Regions from separate parts of the Capsicum annuum genome. Here region 1 is linked to region 2. The links are chromatin contacts, called in public Hi-C maps. All regions are on one chromosome and are shown on one strand. Each heading gives the region's core, a stretch centred on a gene start, on an enhancer-like site or on the middle of the called end of the contact. The rest is flanking DNA. Distances are from core to core; before and after follow the strand shown.

Region 1 (5,004 bases), core at 491-2,990, 110 kb before region 2:
CATCAACCATTGATAGGGCAGAGAGACCGCTTCAAGCACAACAGTATTCTGGATCTGAGACCTTGACGCTCGTCCCAGCTACTCCATTTGACTATGGAAGTGGACATGTTAATCCTAGAGCAGCTTTGGATCCTGGACTTGTTTTTGATGCAGGTGATCTTCTGTGCCTCGTTCCCTCTAGTTTTGATATACCTTATTTTTTCTAACCAGATTATAAATCCTACTTGGATAATACATACCTCTTTCTAATTGGGAATAGTTAGTGCCTTTAATAATTACTAAATCTGGGGATCCTATCGGCTAATTACCTTTGATACACTTGAGTTGTATAGTCTAGTTGCAAGGTTTTTAGTCTCTCTTTTGTTTCCTTTCTAATTTGGAATGATACAGGAGTACACAATCATGACTGTTCCCTCACTCGAGTTGTGATAATTTTCCACTCTAGGGCCTCAAGGATTTGGTCTAGTGCTAGGAGTAAAACAGCACATGTGTGGATTTAGACACACATCAGAAGTTCGAACTTTCCCATATACCAAAGATTGGTAGTTAAGTGGAGAACGGTAGTGGGCAGACCCATTATCAACTGAGTCTTGGACCTTGCACCATTGGTACTTGGGATTTTCTCGGTTATAAAAATGAAGTAACTAATTTTTTCACACTATCTTCGTGAAGAAAAATTCAGCTTCATCATACCCCTCCAAGATTTTGTCTCCTGCTTTGCAATTAGTTTTGGTTGGCTGAAGTTGAACTTGAGATGTGCTGTTCTCATTTCTGTTGACTTGCTATGATCCTTGTGAAGATTGGCATGCACCTCTTGACTTCTCTATGGCCTTATCTAAACATCTTTCCTTAAAAAAGTAAAATAGAATTCAAGAAATGTAAATGCGTATACGACATTTTAGTGGCAAAATCTGCAGAAAAGAAATTTATATGGACAGAAGAAGTACGGGGAACTTATACCCCGTCCGTTGCAATTTTGTTTGGCCTACTTTGCTGGTTAGTGCGTTTCAAAAAGAACGCCTCTTTCCTTTTTAGCAGCTCTTTAATTTCAACTATCCAAATGACATGTTTAGGACCACTAGATTAAAAGACATTTTGGTACATTTAACATATTTTTAGTTTAAGAGCACAAGATTCAAAAGTTCTCTTTACTTTCTTAAATTCAGTGCCAAGTCAAAATAGGCCACATAAATTGAAGCGGAGGGAGTAATAGTATAGTGGAAGATTCTCTTCATGAAAAATAGTATAAGAGAAGATTGAATTCTCACGAACTTGCGAGAGTTGTGATGGTTCTTTTGGCTTTCAGGAACGTTATAAAATATACTTTTTTATCCATAATTTTTGCAGCTATACAGTGGGTGTAACTTCATGCGGGGTTGAATTCCACATGCAAACAGCTTTCTGAACTGCATTCTGACTCTTGATAACAAAGTTTTCAATATGTTGTAACTGCTTTAGCTTTTGTTTGATTGATTTTAGGTTATCAAGATTATTTGGGGTTCTTGTGCACTGTGCCTGGAATTGATGCTCACGAAATAAGGAACTTCACGCATTCCCCATGCAACTACACCCTTGGTCACCCATCAAATTTCAACTCACCCTCGATTGCAGTTTCACACCTTGTGGGAACTCGAGTAATCACACGCACAGTGACAAATGTTGCTGAGGAAGAAACTTATGTTGTAACAGCACGAATGGCTCCAGAAGTTGCCATTGAAACTAATCCTCCTGCAATGACTTTAAGACGTGGTGCGTCAAGGAAATTCACGGTAACACTCACTGTCCGATCAGTAACAGGAGCCTACAGTTTCGGAGAGGTTTTACTGAAAGGTAGCAGAGGGCACAAAGTCAGGATCCCTGTTGCAGCTATGGGTTATGATCGATAGACCGGTGTTTGCATCCAAAGTTGAAATATCTCGTTTGCTGCCATATTCTTTGGATCTGTGAGAATAAGATGCATATGGTTAGATGTGTTTTCTCCAAATATATATATAAGGTATGAAGTGAAAATCATGTAAAGTTTAATAGTATGAAGGGAGAAGTAGTTTCTTCCCATCCTAAGTTTTGCTAATTCTGTTGTAACATGGTGGAGTGTCTTTTATCTCCCCCCCTTCTGGTATGTATGGCATGCAGGCCCTCAGGCCTTTCTAAGAGTTAGAAAAGGGAAGGTAGGTAGGTTTGTATCTTCCCTAGTTTATTTTCAATTTCCTCTTGTATAAGTTAATCAAAGCTTCCAATTTAATGCACTTAATTATTTGCCACTTAGTCCCTCCTCCATGTTAACTTGTCTATATTTGATTTCACACATCCTTCACAAATACTTTTCCCGTTTAAAAAAGAATGACTTACTTTGACTTGACACAAAGTTTAAGAAAATAAAGAACTTTTGAATCTTGTGGCCTTAAATTAAAGTTGTGTCAAATGTACCAAAATGTCTTTTAATCTTGTGGTTCTAAACATGTCAGGTGGAAAAATGAAATTAAAGTATTGCCAAAAAAGAAAAGGGGCTACTCTTTTTGAAACAGATTACAAGATACAACCCACCCTCGCATTAGCCTAATACCCTTATCCGCGACCCCAAACCTTCCTATTTAAGTGCATGTTTTGGGTTTGACATTTCCCTTAATAAACTACTTAATTCCTAGAAATAAAATGTAATTTTATCAATTTACTCCTAAGTAAGGTTTATATCTGCTTCTAAGTTGACATTGATAACATTTAGAGACATGTTAAGGGATCGTTTGGTTTGAGGGATAGGAGTAGATAATCTTGGGATAAAATTTTAATGCATCATAATTGCTTGTTTGGTTGTACAAGTTGGGATAATTTATTTTAGGATTATTAATTAGTATCGAGATAAGTTGTCACCCTCTCTTTGTGGTATAATAATACCTGAATAAGTTATCCTTGGTTAAAGTAATTAAAATGACAAAAATACCCTTACTGACTCTTTTTATTATCATTTTTCACATCCATGCATGTTCACAATATTTTTAATACAATTTATTTATAATAGCATTCACAACCTCCACTCCTCGTTATTTTATGATAAATCTTCATATATTTTATTTAAAAAATTACATTATATAATATCTTTTTTTATTTATGAATATATTATACGTTAAATTTATTTGAGTAATTATTATGTTTATTTATATATTTTGATTTTTGTTAAGAATAATAAAAATGTTGACTCCATTGTGGAATTATATATTTTGAATTAAATTTTTAATCACTTGAAAATTGATATTGTATATATCAATTAAAATGAATTTTAATATTTTATATTATATGAGTGATGCGTGTTTAAGTGAAGTGACATAAATAACAATTTTTTCTTTACTTTAACAAACTTAAGCTGAAAGTTTTATTTCAAATTAAATATAATGTAGTAAAAAAAATTTTAATACAGACCGCATAATCATGGGAAGGCACCCACAAAAAAATTTAAGCTAAATAAGATAAAAAGTTATTTTTAAATACACAATATAATTATGGAAATGCACACACACAAAAAAATTAAGCTAAATAAGATGAAAGTTTTATTTTTAAGAATGAATATTTAAAGCTTGAAAAAAAATTATATAAAAAAAGCTAAATAAGATGAAGAATGTTTTTGTAATCAATTAAATTATTCTTAGAAATTATACCATGCATATTACTTTGAATACAACAAACCAAACACTCAATAAAAACTAAGCCCAACATAATTAATTTCAGTATAACTTATCTTATCTTAACTAATCCCAACATAACTTACATTCAAACCAAACGACCCCTAAGGGGTCATTTGGTTGGAAAATAGTTATCCGAAGATAATTAATCCCGAGATTAATTATTTCAAAATTATTCAGAATAATTTATCCCACGATGCATATGGGATAACTTATCCCATCACTATGGTTTAAATGGTGGGATAGGTTATCGCAGTATTAGCTAATAACTCCAATCAAACATGGGATAAAATAATCCTTTATTTTATTCTGAGACTACTTATTTTTCATACATCATACCAAACGACTCCTAAAAGTACAAGGACGTATTAGGAAGATTATGATTAAAATATTATTGAAGGTCTAAACATGGACTTATTTAGAAACAAAATAAACAAACAAGACATTCACTTATTTATTTAATAATAAAGATAAAAAAAACATTTACTTATTTTAGAAACAAAAGGAATGTAAAATGGATAAATTATATAAATGACCTTAATAATGGGTGGCTTTGTTCCTTTGTCCCTCATAAGAATAGTCTTATAAAACTAGTCCTTTTTTATATATATAGCACAATTACGTATTTGCCCCTCAATAACTCAAATATTTCTAAACAACTCCATACTTATTTATCTTTCAATTTTTATTTTTCTTTCTTTTATTTTACTTTAATTTTTATCTTTTCTTTTCTCTCTTTCCTTTTTTTTCTCAATCCTTACCTTTTTTCCCCTTTCTCCTCTCAACTACTATATTTTAAAAAGATTTTTTTTTTTGATTTTTATTTATTTCTTTTTTTCCGTTTTAGTTTTTCTCAGCCCTTACATTTTTTTCTTTTCTCCTCCCAACTTCTACTTTTTTTTAAAAAAAAAATTCTCCTTTTATTTTTTTCTTTTTAATTTTTTCTTAATCTTTATTTTCAGTTTGTCTTTTTTTTCTCAATCTTTATTTTTTTTCTTTTCTCCCCTCAACTTCTATATCTTCTTTATTTTTCTTTGAATTTTTAAAAATATTTTTCTTCATTTTCTTCTTTTTCGCAATTTTTATTATTTTTTTCTTTTCTTCGATTTCTTTCAATTAAGTGTGTTCCACGAGTAAGAGTTGACACTATCACATTGTAGATGCAAGACTTATGAATTTCAAATAAGAAGTTATGTTGTTTTTGGGTACATAAAAATCTGTATTTTGGCAAAACAACTTCAACACAAGTTCAAGAATAAATCAAGAACTCTTATGAAGTTTCCAACACCTTCAACACAAGATAGAAAATGACCTTTCAAAGAAGTGTGTT
Region 2 (5,218 bases), core at 1,380-3,879:
ATGCTATAACCTTGTTTGATGCAAGTTGCACTCCTCATTGACATGTTATAGCTTCCTTCTGCCCTCGGCCAAAATCATCATCATCATAATAATCTCAATTAAAGTTTTCTCTGGGAACTTATTTGTGTGGCTATGAAAATAATAAATTGTATACAGAACCTATTAGTTATTTTCTAACTGAACTGCCTATGCACATTTAGTAGCGCTATTCGTTTAGTTACGAGTTTCATAATGTTGGTGCCATTAGCATTTTAATATTATTTACCTATAATATGTTCTGCCTAACTGTCCGCCCGTAGACTATCATGTTAATAAATGAGGGATAAATCTTGCTGTTGGTTTTTGCTGGGTTTGTTGAATGTGTGCATTACATGCTTCAAAAAGTCTTCTTTGATGTGTCTGTAATAGCCTTTGTGTCCCAAAAAATAACGTGCAAACCCGTTTTCAGTAAATCAGTATAGGATGAAAGAGCTTTCTTCATTAAAGTTTAGTGAAGGTGCGTAGCTTTTTTGATTGCCTACTGATTGACTACATCAACTAGGGGCAGGGCTCCTCCCGAAAAAGAGGTCTTACTTTATGGTTATGAAATTCGTTTGATTGAAAAGCAAGTTGATGATACCATATAAGTCAAACAGGCATGTCAGGCGAGAGTCCTTCACTGCACTCACTGTAGAAAGGGTAACATATCCTAATAAATTAGTAAGGTCCTATTCCTTTATTAGTAGCCAAAGTGTTGGTCGGCTAATTCATACACAACTTTCACATGTGCATTGAAGGACCTTTGATTAATAACTTCTCTTTTTGATTGACCTCCTCCTTTCTTTAATTCATACGCACAAAGGTCAAATATAGATTGTAATGGAAGTTATTGAATGAATCCATTAATGTTGCCATTTTACCTAGTTTAGCACATTGTTTCCGTTTTCTTTTGTTCTTAATAAGTTACTCATCTCCTTGAGCACCTCAGTAAGTGATACCAGGAGTACTCTGCAACTTGATAATTGCAGAAAATAGTCTCTCTGATTATTCTTCATATGATAACAGTTCATTTCTGGTGAGGCTTAGTATGACTAGTGACAAAGAAGGAACCTGCAATGTCAACCATTGGAAATGATTTTTGTGTAGTGTTTTATGTTCTGTGTCCACTACTCTTTTCTCCTTGGCAGAGGCTATCAGGAGCATCATTATTGATTTTTGCAAATAAGCAGGACATACAAGGTGCTCTTTCTCCAGATGAAATAGCCAAAGTAAGGATGCTTCTTGTTATACCTTAAGGCTTAAACTATGTTGAACAAACATTGAAGTGAAGTTCTTATGCTTGGAAGTAATACAGATGCAATCTATGATTGCAATTACGTTGAAGGTTTAGGCACGAACTTACTCTAAATCATCTTGTTGCCAAGTAGGTTTAAATTGGTAATATGTTTTGCATGCGTTCAGAAATCCGAAGATCCAGTTATGCAAAACCGAAATACTGAGAGATCAGGAGAGAAGCTTCTTTCTAGTGGTGGTTAGAAAGTATTACGTAGTAGTTTTGAAATTACTGCAGTTGACTAGTAACCTTTTTCCATATGGTTCCTTGCTTCTTTTTTGTGTATGGTTAATCATTCATAAAATTGACATTCACAGAGGATTCTTAATTTTTCTTCTGATTCAGGTGCTTAATCTGGAGGCTATGGACAATAGCAGGCACTGGAGAATCGTGGGATGTAGTGCATACACTGGAGACGGAATACTTGAGGGATTTGATTGGCTGGTACAAGACGTTGCATCACGAATCTATATGCTTGATTAAGTGAAGTCCACATTAATGTTTTGATTCCTGCAAGATGACTTTTTAAAAAAACTTTTGGATGTACCATTCAGAATACTTGTGGATGTACAGGTCAAAAATCATATATTAGCTTGATAAGACGTCAATTTATTAAATACCATCAAAATTTTTGACGATCTTTCTAGTACATGGAGGAGAATTGCGGTAAAGTTGACAACCAACATAATATTATGATGAATTATCTCACAATACAAAATATGCCTTTATCGAATATTGAGGAGGAGAATTCCGGGCCTCAACGTGCTTGAGTTTGAAATATAGTTCTAATTGTAGTATTCTTTCGGATGGTGCGGCAGGTGGGAAGGGGCTTAAACGAACCATTTGCTTTTCAGCAAAATTGATGCAATTTCAACCATAAACGAAATATACAAGAACCAAACTCATAAACTATAAGCAAAAAGGACTCTGTCCGTCAATAGTAGTCAGGTTAGTACAGAAATTCAGCAAGGAAAACCAATACAATTTATTTGATGGAATCCATCTCCAACGTCCAATTTAATATACATTGAAAATGAAATAGTAGGAAGACAAAGGGTACAAAAATACAAATAATCTGAAAAGAACAGATAAATGCGATATAGTGGAGCTATAAATATGAATATGAGTACGTTTACTAATCTAGCTGACTGAAAGTGTTGCTGATCACCCGTGCAGAGTCACTTGCATCACATATCAATACAGCCGGTCCTTGATTGAGATGGCTCGCCAAATTGGGCTGGAGCTTAAAGTACTCGTTCTTCACAAAACTTGCAGCTTCTTCTGCTCTATCTGCTTCTACAAATGCAAGACAGCAGCCTCGGAATCCTGCACCACTAAACCGCGCCCCAAGAACACCAGGGGCCCTCAGAAGAACCTCATATAGCTGTATAAGTGGTTCACAACCTAAAATCATTGAAGTGAAGCGCAAGATTTGGTTATTCTTGTCCCTCGACACAAATTATCGAGAAAGCTATGTATCGAATACAATGAAATTAAGATATCAAGTTCGAAAATAAACACTTACCACACTCATAGTTTTGAATAGAACTTAGACCAGATGCTGTAATAAGATCTCCGAATTCTTTAAGGTTTCCGGAAGCCCAAGCATCAAGTCCTTAAACAGACCACAAATGATGTTTAGTTATGAATAGACTGACCCAAAGCTCAACATGAAATAGAAGGAGCAAAGATCTATATAGAATAATACCTTTCAGAACTCTCTCGTTTTCAGAGAAATAATGCTCTGCTCGTTTAACTAGGTTGGCTTCTAATTTGCTCTGAAAAGAAAATTCCAAAAACATGGTATAGATACAATTGATCCATGTAAATGAGAAAAACATTTCCACAAATAAATGTCACAAATGACATTTTTGCATAATGATGGTTGAGTATTTAAACATCCAATATTTACTTGAGGATTTTACCTTGTGGACTTCAAAATCTTCTGGTTTAACTGCATAAAGAATAGATTTGTCGTCAACATCATCATTAAAGCTGCATTACTATCTCAAAAACAACTGCAGGCCGGATATCCTACCATTTGATAGAACAGGTTCCAACTCTTCATTCCCTGAAGCTCTAGAAGGTAAATATTAGAGTCAGAAGAAGAAATAAAAACCCTTAAGTCCTAGGATTGAGAGCTTTGATAGAAATGAATTAGATCTCATCGTACTTCATCACACTTCAATTTCATTATGAATAATTCAATAAGATTTCATTAGTCTTTGGACTGCTTCAACCTTTCAGGAAAGTTCAGAAGAAGGTTTGAGTTCAATCATTAAAGAATGTTCATCCTCTTTGTACATTTCCTTCAAGATTTAAAGATAACATATTTATCTTAATGGAGAGTGACCTACATTTAGGATTTACAGTTCATGTCTTGGTATTCAATCAATAAACAGGCATGCATTCCATGACCATAACTTGAAAAATAAACGTTTGTCATTCCAGTATGCAAGCTTCAATAGTAGGAAATTATCTTACTGCAACAGAACTTTTGCAGCCTCTTGACACTCCACAACTCGTCGATTATATCCAGGACTCGTTGTCAATGCCTGTTTAAGACCTGAAAAGGCCAGCAATATCTTGTATGCATTACCTCTCTCTCCTTCATGATTATTTTGCACCTCTGGCGGGTGTATCAGTTTGTGTTCTATTGTCTGCACACGTGGTCTATAATTGTCAGAGTTTTCCAGAGAACACAATCTGTATCAGACGAAAACAACAAAAGATGCACAACAACAACAACAACATACACAGTATATTTCCACCAAGTGGGCTCTGAGGAGGGTAAGTATACGCAGTCCATACCACTACCTCACAAATGAGATAGCGAAGTTATTTCCAATAGACCCCCGGCTCAAAATAAAACAATCTAGACAAGGAATAATAAAAGGACAAATACCAAGAAATCAACATATTCAATAATACCATAAACAAGATACACCAAGCAGTACAACAAAGATACAACATCCTAAACTCATACTAGCCTTCTACCCTAATCCGCCGCCTCCACAATTTCCTATCCTCAGTAAGCTGGAGCTGCTCCATGTCTTGTCTAATCATCTCCCTCCAATATTTCTTCAGTCTACCTCTCCCTCGCTTGACCCATCCCTAGCCAACCTTTCACACCTCCACACTGGGGCATCCGCGCCCCTCCTCATCATATGGCCGAACCATCTCAACCTCGCTTCCCTCATCTTGGCTTCCACCGATGCCACTCCCACCTTATCTTGAATAACCTCATTTCTAATACTATCTTTCCTAGTACACCCACACATCCACCAAAGCATTCTCATCTCTACCACCTTCATCTTCTAGATGGGGCTTTCTTAACAGGCCAACACTCCGCCCCATACAACAAAGCCGGTCTAACCACCACTTTGTAGATGCCATAATCTAAAACTGACATCATAACAAGAGAAAGATTGGAGCAAAATGACATAAACGACAAGGCAAGAGCATCACAAGCTAAATGAGGAAGAGAAAGTATCACTTTTAGCTGATGCCAAGAGGGAACAAATAAAAAATACAAGGGCAGGAAGAGCTTTCTAACTTCTTCTCAAAACTCAATTAACACAGAAGATTATTAATAAGCCAACCATTTAGTGTTTGGAATACAACACATCACCTTGCAGTTCATGAAGGTCAAACAGCCATAGCTTGATAACAATATTGCAGACTGATCCAATATCCCATTTTTCAGACCTAAATACTCGTTCTCAATCAGCCTGCACGCAACATAAGTAACAAGATTCATACCAAAATAATGTCAACAAATAGGATCCGGAGCATGTTTAGGTAAAAAGCAATACAGAAATCTGAAGATACAAATTAAGCATTTTCCTCTAATTTTTGGGTCTCCTTTAATAAGAACTTGTCAAATCCTTCATCAATGCTAATGGA

The links. Hi-C and Micro-C count contacts between places; a contact is called where the count stands out from the background.
Region 1: a contact with region 2 is called in a Hi-C map of bud, with 7 times the contacts expected there. The contact joins two enhancer-like sites. A contact is called at or near these places in 4 of 5 Hi-C or Micro-C datasets (bud, leaf and placenta).

Annotation. Positions count from the first base shown.
Region 1 is chr7:45,885,832-45,890,835 of UCD10Xv1.1, reverse strand. LOC107877854 (subtilisin-like protease SBT2.5) reads left to right here. Exons shown (of 11, transcript XM_016724624.2): 10 at 1-153; 11 at 1,480-2,265. The coding sequence ends at 1,886. Among protein-coding and RNA genes, the nearest start is that of LOC107877854, 26 kb to the left of the region's middle. Within about 2 kb of position 1,740, at least 4 of the 5 cell types and tissues checked have an H3K27ac peak or open chromatin away from gene starts, as enhancers often do. A contact at or near this core is called in bud and leaf, where this site is marked.
Region 2 is chr7:45,772,517-45,777,734 of UCD10Xv1.1, reverse strand. LOC107877852 (galacturonokinase) reads right to left here. Exons shown (of 14, transcript XM_016724615.2): 8 at 4,944-5,043; 9 at 3,797-3,972; 10 at 3,351-3,391; 11 at 3,238-3,266; 12 at 3,021-3,090; 13 at 2,838-2,927; 14 at 2,201-2,716. The coding sequence ends at 2,448. LOC107877853 (ADP-ribosylation factor-like protein 2) reads left to right here. Exons shown (of 8, transcript XM_016724618.2): 7 at 1,167-1,247; 8 at 1,658-1,950. The coding sequence ends at 1,795. Among protein-coding and RNA genes, the nearest start is that of LOC107877853, 15 kb to the left of the region's middle. Within about 2 kb of position 2,629, at least 3 of the 5 cell types and tissues checked have an H3K27ac peak or open chromatin away from gene starts, as enhancers often do. A contact at or near this core is called in bud and leaf, where this site is marked.